2 separate regions of the Mus musculus genome follow, and region 1 is linked to region 2. The links are chromatin contacts, called in public promoter capture Hi-C maps. All regions are on one chromosome and are shown on one strand. The core of a region is the stretch at or near the end of the contact, and the rest is flanking DNA. Distances in the headings are between cores, read along the strand shown. Region 1 overlaps Banf2os (a long non-coding RNA gene). Region 2 overlaps Rrbp1 (ribosome binding protein 1).

The links. Capture Hi-C pulls out chosen DNA fragments and counts their contacts.
Region 1: a promoter capture Hi-C map of adipose tissue shows a contact between it and region 2. The contact joins two enhancer-like sites. A contact is called at or near these places in 1 of 115 datasets of contacts at active chromatin or transcription factors (embryonic stem cells) and 3 of 9 other capture datasets (adipose tissue, liver and pancreatic islet).

What each region holds. Positions count from the first base shown.
Region 1 is chr2:144,116,926-144,121,700 of GRCm38.p6, reverse strand. The region is part of intron 2 of Banf2os (a long non-coding RNA gene); the gene reads left to right. Among named protein-coding and RNA genes, the nearest start is that of Gm5535, 70 kb to the left of the region's middle. Within about 2 kb of position 1,325, at least 38 of the 459 cell types and tissues checked have an H3K27ac peak or open chromatin away from gene starts, as enhancers often do. A contact at or near this core is called in adipose tissue, where this site is marked.
Region 2 is chr2:143,948,217-143,952,586 of GRCm38.p6, reverse strand. Rrbp1 (ribosome binding protein 1) reads left to right here. Exons shown (of 24, transcript NM_024281.2): 19 at 312-395; 20 at 2,064-2,159; 21 at 2,832-2,915; 22 at 3,219-3,317; 23 at 4,108-4,251. Among named protein-coding and RNA genes, the nearest start is that of Gm33804, 10 kb to the right of the region's middle. Within about 2 kb of position 1,371, at least 37 of the 459 cell types and tissues checked have an H3K27ac peak or open chromatin away from gene starts, as enhancers often do. A contact at or near this core is called in adipose tissue, where this site is marked.

The DNA.
Region 1 (4,775 bases), core at 76-2,575, 170 kb before region 2:
TGAAACTCCCACCTGAACCCTGCTGAGAAGTTCTTGCTAAGTTGCTTAACTCACTTGCCCGAATGAAAGAGCTGGGCAGTTCTCCGGATAGTTAAAACCTTTAAGACTCTTCAGAAATAGACACAGGGTGAGGTAAACCAGAGCCCGATGCACCGGAATGTTCTTCAGATCAACTTTTGCCTGTGGAACTCATGATAGAGAAGCATTTCCTGTTATAAATGGAAGCCTGGCTATAGTGGGGCCACTTTGCCAACCCCCAACAAACAGCCAACAGCCTCTCATGCAAGCCAGCCTCTTCATTTTTCAGATGTCAAAGGGGGAGAGAGATATCTTTTCACAGGCATGAATGCTTCCAAACATCAGTTCTTGAAAATCAAAGGACTGGAGAGGGCTTTGACTTTTTTGCTCTCAAGTGGGCAGAGCGGAAACCTTGTTGCAGGATGGACCAGGACAAATGGTTGTTGAGCTCAGATGTGTATTGATCTGGCAAAAAGACAACTGAAGCTTTCCACCCGCTGCAGAGATATTCCTGATGCAGCTGTGTGGCCATGGGCAAATCAATTACCCTCTCTGGGATCCAGGTGTTTGCTTAGAATTGTGAGGATTAATCAAGTGGTTGACTTGAGGTCCTGATGCTGCCCCTGTCTTCTCCATGGTCAATTACACAGTGATGCCACCTTCCCCAGAATTCTTAACACAATTATCCAGGAAGTCACTAGGGGAGCAACATGAGCTGGCAGGAGAATTGAAATCTGAGTGTCATCCTTTAGCCCTAAATTGTCTTTTGTGAATGTGCAAACTGCAGGGCTATAAACTATACCCATCAGTCAAATCTGAACTTGCTTGGTCACTGGGGCACCTCTGCTTGTTCATGTCAATAAAGTTTTATTAGAATGGTCAGATTACATTTCCATGCTGCATGAAATGCTAGTTTTGAGCTGCAGTGGCAGAGGAGGATCGTGGTTGGGGCGGAGACCCTTCTCTTTGGCCTGAAGAGGCTGAATATTCACTGCCAGATCCTGTACAAGGAAAGCTTGCCACCTTGGATATAAATCTCTTTCCCTGGCTCCAGCCTTTCCTTCAGGCCACAATGAGGCTCTTCTTCTTTGTGCCTGAGATCTTTGGAGCTGAGCAATGCCCCAAGGGCTTATGGGCTCTTGGCATTCTTGAGTTGAGAGGAGGGAAAGAGAAATGCCAGGAGAGAAAATAGGAGGAATGAAAATGTTGTTGGAAAAGGGTGGGAAGAAGATGGTGGGGGTGGGGCCTCCTCTGTGTTGCGTCGGCAGGGTTATGCTTGGGTTTAGAGATCTGCTCAGTCTGGCCTGATGCCCAGGCTGGGACTCAGCCACCTCTCTCAGCTCTGAGTTCCAGGAACCCGGCCTAGCAGGCCCCCTCTGGCTACCATGGAACTTCGATGTGGAAAGCCCTTGTATTTTTTCCTGATGGAAATGACAGCCTTTTCCTGGTCTCTAGAAAACTACAAACTCCAACATGAGCAGGCGGGTGCCTTTGCTGGTATCTAGCTGTTGCTCCTAAAGCCATTTGCTGGAGGACCATATTTGGCTTATTCCCTGTGGGGTCCATCCCTTGTCCAGATGAATGCTGTAGCCTTCTGTGGCGAATAACACACACACCCACACACACCCAAATCCCTCTTTTCCAGAGACATCAAGCATCCTTTTTTAAGATCTGTGTGTTCTGCTGCCCAGGGCTCATACTCAGGACTTGCTTGGTCACTGGGGCACCTGGGTAGTCAGTCCATAGTCAATGACTAATATGGAGAGGACCAAAGGCCAGCTTCCATTGTCTGGGGATGCTGTCCCGCCTTGAGCTCCCTGAAGGAGCATGGGCAGGGACTTCAAGTTTAAATATACACAATGCAGAGGATCACTAAGTCCTGTCTAGCTTGGATGATACAAATTACTTTTTTGGCTTGAGGTGGTGTGGTGGTTTGAGTGAGGATGGCCTTCATAGGCTCGTCTATTTGAGTGTTTGGTCCCCAGCTGAACTGCTTAGGAAGGATTAGGAGGCGTTGCCTTGTTAGAGGAGCTATGACAGTGGGAGTGGGCTTTGAGGTTTCACAAACCCTCACAGTGCCCATTTTTGCTCTTGCTGCCTGTAGATGAAGATGTGACTTCTTAGCTACGACTTCAGAGCCATGACTAGCTGCTTGCCACCACACTCCCCTCCACGATGGGCATGGGCTAACACTCTGAAGCTGTAAGCAAGCTCCCAAGGAAATGTTTCCTTTATATGTTGCCTTGACCATGGTGTCTCTTCACAGCAATAGAACAGTAACTAGGATTGTTTTTCTTGTGTTTCTGACAGAGTCTCATTCTGTAGTCCAGGCCAGCTTCAAACATACCATCCTTCTGTCTCAGTCTTTTGAGTCCTTGTAACAAAACCATGTAGCACCACACCTGACTGGTCAGTTTTAAATGAAGAGTATACTATGGTTTGAAAGGACTGTCTAATCTCAAGTTAGAAATTAAAATTAAAATTTAAATTTAAATTAAATTACCCTTGTAGCAACACTGATGAGAGGGTCCCTGTGATGGTTTGTATATGTTTGGCCCAGGGAGTGGCACTATTTGGAGGTGTGGCCTTCTTGGAGTAGGTGTGTCACTGTGGGAGTGGACTTTAATACCCTAGTCCTAGCTGCCTGGAAGCCAGTATTCTGCTAGCAGCCTTCAGATGAAGATGTAGAACTCTCAATTTGTCCTGCACCATGCCTGCCTGGATGCTGCCATGATCCTGCCTTGATGATAATGGACTGAACCTCTGAACCTGAACCTCTGAACCTGTAAGCCAGCCCCAGTTAAATGTTGTCCTTATAAGAGTTGCCTTGGTCATGGTGTCTGTTCACAGCAGTAAAGCCCTAACTAAGACAGTCCCTAAGAAGTGATAAATTACTTATAACTGTGGAACTAAGGTCCTGATTTTAAAAATAATAATAAGTAATACAGTTGAGCCTGATCCCAGGCACCTTGCCACTGGGAACCCCTTTTTAAACTGAGGCAGAGAGAAGGCAGGGTAGGAAAACTCTGAGGACCTAGCTCATAACTCATTCCCAGGGTGTCCGGAGGTGAGGGAGGGCGGTGGGAGAGGCTGAAGGTTCCTGAAGAAGCAGTCCATGGTGTGTTCAGTTCCTATGATCACATGACTAAAGATCTGGTAGGTGTGGCCCCTGTGCATGTCAGAAGTCTGGGGTAGGGTTCTCTGAACAGTAGTCCGGATGTATGCAGACAGCAGTCAATCTGTAGAATCTAGGGAGAATGTACTCTCTGGTCTTCTCAGGCTTCTGGGGGCCAGCTTCTGCCTGGGCTCAGCCATCGTATCCCCATTTCTGCCCCTCCCCTCCCTAACAGACAACCTTCATCTGACCTTGGGCAAGCCTCCATAATCCAGGATCATCACCCCATCTGGGAGCCTTCCTTTATGCACATCTGCCAGGCCCCCTTTCCCATATAAGCTGGCTTAGTCACAGGTCCCAGAGATCAGCACACAGACGTGTGGGAGGGAGGTGGGACTCTGCCCACACATTCAGCAGAGCTGGGCATCAGGCTTTGGCCTATTTAGGTCCATGCAGAAGGCTGGGGCACCATGGATACAGCCATTTTCCTAGACTGGCAGCTGAAACCGTCCCCTCTGTCCTCTCTTCTCTGTCCAGCATCCCTCCTGATCCACTGCTCCTGGCACACTGCCTCAATAAATGACTCGTACCAAATAGTAAGGGACAGCCTGGGATGATGTGTGCTCCCCAGTGTCCCAGCACCCTGGTCTATTCCTTACCTGGAATGACAGGCTGGGACTATGGATGCTCTTCAGATAAGGGGACGTTGGCTAGTGACTGCGAGGGTTTAAATAAAGCTGGCTGTGGGGCAGAGAAAGTTTAGTAGGGGTCTACAAAACCCTGTAGGAATCCTGTGGAAACCTAAGGATTTCTAGTGCTGCAAAGAGACACAGTGACTACTGTATCCATCTGTCTGTCTGTCTACCTATCATCTGTCTGTCTGTCTACCTATCTATCTATCATCTGTCTGTCTGTCTGTCTGTCTACCTATCATATGTCTGTCTGTCTATCTATTATCACTCATCTATCTATCTATTATCACTCATCTATCTACCTATCATCTATTATCTATCATCTATCTATCTATCTATCTATCTATCTATCTATCTATCTATCATCTATTATCTATCATCTATCTATTATCACCTATCATCTATCTATCTACTATCTATGTATCTATCTATCTATCATCTATCAATTATTTATCTTCTATCTATCTATCTATCTATCTATCTATCTATCTATGTATCTATCTATATCATTTTTGTGCTTTGAGACAGGTTTCTCTGTGTAACTCTGACTGTCCTGGAATCCACTTTATAGACCAGGCTGGTCTTAAACTCAGAGATCTGCAGGCCTCTGCCTCCTAAGTGCTGGGATTAAAGGCAAACACCACCACATGGCAGCTCTTTTTTGTTTGTTTATTTGTTTGTTTGTTTGTTTTTAAACTTGACAACTCTTATAAAGGACAACATTTAATTGGGGCTGGCTTACAGTTCAGAGGTTCAGTCCATTATCATCATGGTAGAAAGCATGGCAGCGTGCAGGCAGACATGGTGCTGGAGGAGCTGAGAGTTCTACAGCTGGATCCTCAGGCAACTGGAAGAGAACAGGCTTGAGCTTTTGAGACCTCAAAGCCTACCCCGATAGTGACACAGTTTCTCTGACAAAGGCACACCTCCTAATAGTGCCACTCCCTATG
Region 2 (4,370 bases), core at 122-2,621:
CCTGGTGTGAACTTCTGAGACATCAAACCCCACCTGCTAGTGACACACTTCCTTTAGCAAAGCCACACCTACTCCCACAAGACCATGCCCCCTAATAATGCCTACTCCCTATAGGCCTATTGGGACCATTTTCATTAAAACCACCAAAGCAGGTGTTTGTGAAAAGCCTGGGTGTAGGACATTGTTCCTGTAGGACATCTGTCCCTGTGCTGTGTACATCTCCAGGGCTTGGATTCTGGCTCAAGTTTAGGTGTGGACTCATTGTAACTTTTCCCCCCTCCTTTACCCTCATCTGGTTGTTTCCCCTCAAGTTAAGGCAGCTTCTGCTAGAATCGCAGTCTCAGCTGGATGAAGCCAAGAGTGAAGCCCAGAAACAAAGCGATGAGCTTGCCCTGGTAGGTTGACTTAGGTCCTGGGCAGGGGTGTATGATACGGGGTATGCATGTGATGTAACTTGATATCCATGTGGAGTGTCTGCAGCTTAGCAGGGTATGTCATACATTAGTCATGTAGGGCAAGCTTAGGGGGACTACAGCAGTTTGCATAAAACTTAGTTGGGCTTGTAGCTGCCAGGGACCAGAATGTTCACATTCTGTTTCCTGTCTTTGGGCAGATCTGGCATCTGCTCAAGACCATGGGCTGTGGGACATGTAGGCCTTAGTAGCCTGTTTGGTCAGCTGAGCAGCCCAGGATACAGGACTCCTGATACCACAGGAGAGTCCTTTAAAGCCTTTAGGCATGTCTGTGCTTTCTGCATGCTTTCCTGCTTCAATGATGGAACTGGCCTTGCCAGTCTTACAGTTATACGGGATGACCTGCTCCTTCTGGCCCTCTGCCAGGCACTGAGAGCAGATAAACCTGTACAGAGATGTGAGGAGTGGCCCTGTGCACATTGCCTCTTGTAGTCCAGTAGTTTTCCCAGTTTGCCGCTGCTGTGTCTGGAACCATGTCCCAGCTGCTTGGTCTCCCTCCTGGTCCCCAGCCCTGGCCCTAGGCAGCAGCCTGTGCAGCTGCAGCTATCTTCCCTTTATCTTCATTGCCATTTTGAAAACCTTGAAGTAGATGTCAACATTTGAAATTTGGAGATTGAACATGTGCTGTCCAGGAGAGCAGCTCTGGTGTGTTGACTCCACACTTTCTCCTAAGCCCAGCTCCCTGCATCCAGGTTTTAGGCCTTGTCCAGACTACCACACTACAAGTAGATGCTGTCTGGGCCAAGCCTCCCAAATTTAAGGCTGCCATTCTCAGCCATTTGCTAGGTTGGGTCTGGGTAAGAGCCCCCCACTACACCCCCCCCCCCCATGGGACACAGCCCAGCCAAGGCATGTACACAGACCGTGCCTGCCAAGGGTTCTTGTCACCTTTGAACTGTGCTCTTTGCTTTCTGCACTCTGGGGCATTTGAGAAGGCTAAGTGGAGACTGAGGCCACCCAGGTCTCCTAAAGAGCTTATGAGTTCTGTCCCCAGGCCTTCTGACTGGGACCTTTCCCAAGCAACCTGTGTGACTTTGCTGGTCTTCAGATGGAAGGCCCAGTGGTCTGGTGGACCCAGAGAATTACAAGGCAATAATATGGTCTTACTATTTTGTCCAAGCCCCCAAAAGGCTGTGAACAGGACACTACATCCTTGAATAATTGGAATGGGACATGTTGTCAGTTACCTCTGTTCCATGTGGACTCCCTGGTTTTGTGTGGTTGCTCCTGGGGGAGAGGGGTGTTGCCTCACAGGTTCACTTCAAAAAATACACATGGCTCTCATTAGTCAAGGGGCTTGTTGGCCTCAAGGCTTTTGAGATGCTGAGTGGAGTATCCCTCCTGCACTAGGGAACATAAATATTGATCACAGATGGCAGACCTTTACTCTTCCTATGTCTCTGAGGAGTCTCTCTCTCCCCCTCCTGGTCCCCCTCCCCTTCCCTCTCCCCCCTCCCCTCCCCTCTCCCCACTCCCTTTCTCTCCCTCTCCCCCCTCCCATCTCTCTGGCGAGTGCATGGGTGCTTGTGTGTGTGCATGGGTGCATTCCACTGGTGTGTATTTGCACAAACCCACCCCTCCCTGTTTCAGGTCAGGCAGCAGTTGAGTGACATGAGGAGCCACGTAGAGGATGGTGACGTGGCTGGGTCTCCAGCTGTCCCTCCAGCCGAGCAGGACCCTATGAAGGTTAGGGTGATAAGCTGGTCCTCACCCCTAACATCACATGGTGCTCAGGGGTGGGCAGCCTATGTGCTGATTAAACTGAGTGCAGGTACTTCAGTCCCCACTGCTAGCCACCTCCTCATCCCGTGTGATCTGGGTGAGAGGACCCAGAATGGAAGGGTGTAGAGCTAAGGGCGGGTGGCTAGGGCCCTTGGCCCTTACTACACAAGGAAGGGACTTTTGGACCTGTGTGTAGCTTGGGTTTGGGTAGCCACAGAGGAGATTTGTCTTTAGCTGTGGCCCTTTACTGGGGCATTGCTAGCCGGACATCTGTCTTCCAGAGTTTTGACCAAAAGATCAGTTACCAAGAGCAATTGGCAAGAGGCAGGGACCTATCATTGGGCTCCCATTGTAGACCATGTCCTGCCCCATGGCTTTGGGGTCTTTCCTGCCCTGTGAGTCCTGTGAAAGGCTTAGAGTCTAGTGTTTTCCCCAGCACCTTTTTGCGACTTCTCTGGTTCTCTCCTGAGTCTTGAGGCACTCTCTCCCCAGAAATGAGAGTGCTGAGAGTGACTTAGGGTGGGGAAAGGCCCAGGGAATCCTAGAAATAGCTTGAAGGGGGAGCCTGCAGTTACAGTCTGCCCCAGAGGGGCCTCTGCGAGCCTCTCCAGTCCAACTTGTGTTATCTCCATACAGTTGAAAACACAGCTGGAGCGGACAGAAGCCACCCTGGAGGCTGAGCAGACACGGCGGCAGAAGCTCACAGCTGAGTTTGAGGAGGTTAGGTTCTGCCTAGTGGCCCCAGCTCCTACAAGCGTCTTGAGAGCTTGGGCATCATCTCTGTCCTTCCCAACTTTCCCACCAGGCACCTGACTCTGCCCCAGGAGCCTTGTAGGTTTCTGCATCTTTGGGAGGTCCTGAAGGCCTGGGTGCGAGTGGGTTATCTCCAAGCTTCTTGCCCATGTGAATCAATATGAGCTTTTGTCTTAGGCTGGGGATGGCCCTCCCCCTCCCCCAACCCAGTGAATTTAGTCAGGTTTGACTGCTAGGCAACTCACCCAGATGTGTCCCCTCTCTGACAAGGCTCAACGCACAGCGTGTCGGATACAAGAAGAGCTGGAGAAACTCCGTGCTGCTGGCCCCCTGGAGTCGTCAGGAAAAGAAGAGATTACACAGCTGAAGGTAGAGGATGGAGTTGGGGTACAGTTTGGACTTGAAGGTCTTCTAGACTTTGGTCACTGTCTTAGTCACTAGTCTATTACTGTGAAGAGACACCATGACCAAGACAACTCTGATAAAGGAAAGCATTTAATTGAGGGCCTGCTTACAGGTCCAGAAGTCCATTCCTCATTATAGCAATATCCATGGTACTAGAGCAGGAGCTGAGAGCTACATCCTGATCCATGGGTCAAAAAAGTAGACTTTGCATGGGGTTTGAAAGCTCATATCCTACTCCCAGAGATACACCTATTCCAATAAACCACACCTCCTAATTCTTCTCAAATAGTGCTACTCTCTGATGATTAAGTATTCAAATATATGAGCCTGTAGAGGCCATTCTTATTCAAACCACCAGTCAGTCATTCTTGTTCTGGGAGAGGGGCTGATCCTGAGGGAACAGCTCAGGTATTGGCTTCCCTTGCCACACCTAGTGGAAGGCCCTTGGCCAGAAAGAACTAAGTCATATCTCAGTTACAAGTTAGTGTCATTTAAATGTAAGCCTGAAGTCCTGGTTCAGCTACACATGTAGTGGCCTTCACACTAGGCAGTGCACGGTGGACAGTAAGGCCGGGAAGCTGTCCAAGCGTAGCAGAAGCTGACAGAACACAGGCAGAACTGTCAACAACAAAGGCTTTCTCCCAGACAGCACTAAGTAACCAGATAGCTCTCTGTATTCATGAAGTCATTAGAGCTAGCTCTTCCTCCTGTTATATCATCTGAGAGCTGACTGCTTGAACCTTCTGGCCCACAGGAGAGACTAGAAAAAGAGAAGAGGTTAACAAGTGACCTGGGCCGTGCTGCCATCAAACTTCAGGAGCTGTTGAAGACAACCCAGGAGCAGCTGACGAAAGAGAAGGACACAGTGAAGAAGTTACAAGAACAACTGGGAAAAGCAGTGAGTGCTCAGTGCAGGCTGGGCTGCAGGGCGAGCGCCAGGCCTCCAGTGCTTTGCTGTCTAGGGGCCCCAGGGAAGCAGGACACTGGGGATAGAGAACTATATATAAGAGGAACTGA